Regions from separate parts of the Nothobranchius furzeri genome. Here region 2 is linked to region 1. A link is a contact called in public Micro-C data. All regions are on one chromosome and are shown on one strand. Each heading gives the region's core, a stretch centred on a gene start, on an enhancer-like site or on the middle of the called end of the contact. The rest is flanking DNA. Distances are from core to core; before and after follow the strand shown.

The links. Hi-C and Micro-C count contacts between places; a contact is called where the count stands out from the background.
Region 2: a contact with region 1 is called in a Micro-C map of tail fin, with 12 times the contacts expected there. The contact joins the promoter of rras2 here to the enhancer-like site in region 1. A contact is called at or near these places in 2 of 2 Hi-C or Micro-C datasets (skeletal muscle and tail fin).

What each region holds. Positions count from the first base shown.
Region 1 is chr9:61,825,422-61,828,121 of NfurGRZ-RIMD1, forward strand. It overlaps rras2 (RAS related 2), which reads right to left. Exons shown (of 6, transcript XM_015953101.3): 2 at 862-949; 3 at 589-691. Among protein-coding and RNA genes, the nearest start is that of tub, 15 kb to the left of the region's middle. Within about 2 kb of position 1,335, at least 2 of the 3 cell types and tissues checked have an H3K27ac peak or open chromatin away from gene starts, as enhancers often do. A contact at or near this core is called in tail fin, where this site is marked.
Region 2 is chr9:61,868,295-61,870,994 of NfurGRZ-RIMD1, forward strand. It overlaps rras2 (RAS related 2), which reads right to left and starts at 1,277. Exons shown (of 6, transcript XM_015953101.3): 1 at 847-1,277. The coding sequence starts at 948.

The DNA of each region.
Region 1 (2,700 bases), core at 85-2,584:
TTGCTGTTGCCGTGGCAACCACAGGTGCTGCCAGATTGACCAACTGCAAAAGCGGTGGAGTTGCAACAGCGACTCCTTTTTGGGTTTTAAAGAAACTTAGGTTTGAAAGCCCGTTAAGGGATAATCAGTAGCATCTGGGGTCTCTGAGGTTAAAGCGCTGCTTGTGCCTGATTGTGTTGTCACTATATACATACATTCATGTCGTTACTGCATACACGCTAAAGTGAAAATGTGCACCACGTGAATGCTTGTCACTTGCTCGCATCGAGTGTTTGTCCTCGCGCTGCAGCTTAAGCAACACACAGGCTTTAAATAGAACGCTAAGGTAGGTGGATAGGTGGATTAACGCAAGCAGGGTTACACAGGAAGTGCTGAGAACAAAGCAAACGACAACAAGAACAAAAAAAAAAGGCCGGAAGCGTAAGCAGCAACAGGTTATGGGTGTCCACGCAAGGTTTACGAAGAGGAGAATGAGAAAGCAATCGTGAGCAGCAAACGGAGCCGCGCAAAGAAAGAGAAGCCTATGAGTGAGAGAGAGTGTGTGTGTGTATGTGTGTGTGTGTGTGCATGATGAAAACTGTCACTTACCTTCCTCTGTCAGTGACTGAGAAGACGAGCAGGAAGCCCTCCCCTGTCCTCATGTATTGTTCTCTCATGGCTCCAAACTCTTCCTGTCCAGCCGTGTCGAGGACTACACCACATCAGCACATGCAACCCCACACACACACACACACACACACACACACACACACACACACACACACACACACACACACACACACTGAGTAACTTGCATCAAAATAAACATTTTAAATCCTCACCAGATGCGGAAGTACGTGCACTGCTTGTGTTTGTACTTACTGTCGAGCCTGGCCGGCCTTTCGTTGATCACACACTGCTTGGTATAGGAGTCTTCGATGGTGGGGTCATAGTCTGTGACGAAGTAGGACTGCATGAGAGACACGACAAGACAAAAAAAAACAGAAGGGCGTTTGAATATTTCAAGTCAAATTATTAGTTTTTCCAATAACTGGCTGCAAAAGAAGAAGAAGAGCCACTCTCTAGCTCCGAACTGCTGATACCAATTCTGGATAACTCGCAATTTTCTCAAAGAGCTACACTTGTTAGAATGAATCTTATTTTTCTAAAAAGACCCCCACCCAATCCAGATTTTTTAGCTCACTGGCTGAACTAATCATGCTGAATATTAGCAGATTTCCTTCATCAGCCAAATCTTTTCAAGCAAGAGTGCGATTTTCTGATACCAAAGCCCGCTTCTTTGCACTCAACCTTATAAGTCTTTTCTGCACGAGCGGAGCTCTGCGGTACACGCTCTATAAACCACCACCACCAGGGGTTTTATATACTGCGCCAGAGGAAGTAACTCTTCTCACTTCCTCAAAGGAAACCAAATTCCTCAATAAACTGAGACACACCAGCCATAAAAATATCAGCCTTTGCTTGTATGGCAGCAGGTTACTAACTGGTTACAAATTAAAAGCACCTCATTTGTTCAATGGCCTAACGACGCACTGTGCTATTCTCAGCATAACACAAAGAAAGTTATGCCAACTTTGAAGAAAACAGTGGATTTAACAGGAAAACATGCAGAATCCCAGTTTGTTCGTGGTGCATCTGGAGTCGTTTCATCATCCACAGCCATGAACAGATCTTTGCACACAGCGCCATCCACCAAAATCTATATACAGCTGTCTACTCTTAGCACGCTTTTATTTTGTAATTCCAACTAATGCTGCAGCAGAAATGTCTGAGTCAGACCTGAGAATAAACAGACACTCCGTCCTCGTGTTTGGGGTTAAAACAGCACAGACAGCCTCACTGACCTCCAGTGTTGGGAGTAACGCGGTACAAAAGTAATTAATTACTGTAATGCATTGCTTTTTGCTGTAATGTGGTGATGGAAGGCATTACAGGGAAAGAAAATGGTAACATTTACTCAGTACAATTGTCAGTAACGCAGTAATTACAATGCATTTTTAAACCCAGAATCAAGATGTGGGTTTCCTAACAATTCAAATTGCGGGAAGCCTGAAAAAAGATCCACATATATGACATCATTTATGGACTCAGCTTTGCGGGCATTCTATGAGCAGAAAGGACGCAGCGGTGATGTCTCAAATACTCCAGCTGCATCCTGCTCGCGGCCGCTGTTATACTCACAAAATCACTCCACCAAAACTAAGTCATTTGTTTGCGATTGTTTATATCAGCCCATATTCTCTGGTACTTCATGTACTTTTCAGCTGAGTTCATAATCTGTGCCCTGGTGATTTCAACTCATCGCTGCGGGAGTGCAGCGCATATTTACCCTTTGATGCATAATGGTCACTACAGTGGACAGGTACTCAAAATTGTTACTTATTTATTTTGCTATTAAGCACAGCTGTTGAAGACTTTATTGCATTTGAGCTCCTCCATTTGGACTTCAGTTTGTCAAGCCAACATATTTACATGTTCAGAATGCACGCTGTCCTCTGAGGTGGACATGTAATAAATTATTAGTAAATTATTAAATGTTACAAAAAATGTTTGCTGAAATTTATTTCATTCACATGGTTGAAGATTTCATAATTCATGCATCAAAGGGTTAAGCATTTTTTATTTTTTGCATTTGGTAGATCCCTTTGGCTGATTACTTAGAAAGTAGGAAATCTAGGAAACAGTTTTTCTGGAAGACGA
Region 2 (2,700 bases), core at 27-2,526, 43 kb after region 1:
GCTGATTGGAAACTAAAACTGTCCTCTAGGTGTGAGTGACTGAATGTGTGTAAGTGGTGGTGCGTCTCTGTGACGGACTGGAGACCCTGTCCAGGGTGTCACCTGCCTCTTGTCGGATGACCACTGGAGACAGACACCAGCTCCCAGTGAGCCTAGTGGGGGACGGAGTGGTTGAGATGATGAATGGGTAGTAAACCCTGGTTGTCACCCCCTACCTGGGCAGAGGAAACACCTTTGCCCCCAAACACAAAACTGTCCCTAAGTGACAAATGGAACAAATTCACACAAACACATTAAAGTTAAGTTCTGTGATGACAACTGGCTCAGACCCTGACCAAATCTGGCGAACTTTACAGAACCAGGAGAGGTCTAACCACCATGGAAGCATGCAGACACAGCAGAACGACTCACAGCAGTTTGGTGGATCTGAAAACGGATTTACAAGCACTCTGTTTTATTTAAAACACCCTGCTTCTGACTGATGTGGTTTGCTGCTCAAGTTCTTTACACTTGCACAACTTCACACGAAAACAGACTATCTTTAAAAGTTTAAGTTTAAAATGCGGACCAGAGCAGACCCAGTTTTCTTTCTCTTTTGACTCGCGGCTATATAAAGTGGAAGTGTTCCTCTCGGAAATCGTTAAAGTGACAGCCACCATCGTTCATTTCTCCCCATTTCGCTCTGAAATCTTTCACCAGCCCCTCGGTGAGCACTCGCAGGCCCCAGTAAAGTCGAGAAGAGCCCAGAAACACGTCCTTTACCCTGGCCTCCTTCTCTGGTGCGTGATGGCCGTGAGTGTTTTCAGATAAGCAGATAAATAAAAAGAAGCGCTGACGCGGACTGACCTGAATAAACTGGATCGTCAGGGCTGATTTTCCGACTCCTCCGCCTCCAACCACGACCAGACGGTACTTCTCCTGCACCGAGCCGTCCTTCCAGCCTGCCATTGAGGACACTTCACGCCGCCGCTGCCGAAACACCAGTGAGCAGCAAACACCCACTTTTCCCCCTCCTTGTAAAAACTGAAGAGGAGGCCCTGCGGTGGAGACACCGGAACGCAGAGAAGAAGCGACGGGCGTGTGAGCCGAAACGACTCGTCCGGTACGTGCTCGAATCAAGAGGGAGGAGGAGGATGCTGGAAAACTGCGGCCGCCTGACCGAGTTCCGGCCTCTACAACACTGCGCCGTCCAAGATGATCAGATAGAGCGAGTAATCTGCAAGCCACTGCTAATGTCTGGCGCAAGGGGCCCTTCCAAAGGCGGTCTGCCTGCCCCTCTTCTCTATGGACACACACACACACACACACACACACACACACACACACACACACACACACACACACACACACACACACACACACACACACACACACACACACACACACACACACACACACACACACACATTCCTGTCACTAAATCTTTAACCTCACTCACATGTTTTGCATTCATAACTACAATTATGCCCAAAATGTACCCCCCCCCCCAATAGCCTACATTTTCTTCTTAACCCTCTGATGCATGAATTATGAAATCTTCAACCATGATTTTTTAAACAATTTTTTTCATTCATCTTTAGGTGTAAATTAAACAAATTTCAACAAATATTTTTTGTAACATTTTGTTAATTTACAAATAATTTATTACATATCCACCTTGGTGGACAGCGTGCATTCTGACCATGAAATATTTTGGCTTGACTTACTGAAGTCCAAATGGAGGGGCTCACATGCAATAAAGTCTTCAACAGCTGTGCTTATAGCAAAAATAAATAAATAACAATTTTGAGTACCTGTCCACTGTAGTGACCATTATGCATCAAAGGGTTAAGAAAATCCCCATGTCTAAAAAGCTGCGCTGCACATGGTTAATATTTAGTTAACATTTAGTTAACATTTAGTTCTGTGATCAGCCGATCAGCATAAAACTTTCTGCAATTAATAACTGATCTCCAGCAAGGTACTTTTTACTTCCAAAGTACTAACTTTCAATTCAATAAAAAGAAAATTAGTTGAGATAAATAAGAATCTTTATCAGCAGGTCAGAGATGTGCAAGAACAGGACATCAGTATTGGCCTGTGAAACCAGAATGGGTGCATTTCTATTAACATAATAATGCATGCTAGATATTAGTTTTTAAATCTAAGGAATTATTTACTCAGTGTACAGTTGTTGTTTATTTTTGAAAAGTATGCATTTATATCTGTCTCAACAAAGCTGAAATGAAAAAATGACCTGGTTTTGTTTTATTGACAGTTACAAGTTTTGTGTTGAGTGTAGAAGAGAGAACAGAAACCCATTTACCTGATATTAAGGACCGAGTTGGATAAAAGGACTGATTGCATGTCATCATGTAGCATGAGGTTATAAATTATGTTCAATTTTACTGATGAGCGCCACCCAGTGGACCAAAGGTACACGAGAAAAATGAAGGTTTTAATTTTTGATTTCCATCTTTATTATGCAATTATTTTACCTATACATCAGGAATGGACATACTGTATCTTCACACAGCATCTTAACTAGTGTGTTTAAATTCAAATAGCTACTGTAAAAATAAAAAAAAAATCAAACAAAAAAACAAGCATTCAAAATAATTAAAAACAAACTTAGGCACAGAAGCAAGTTTAGCAAAGTATGATCTAACAAATTTATGGCTTCCTTAGTATTACAAATAATTATACAAACAGAAGAAGACA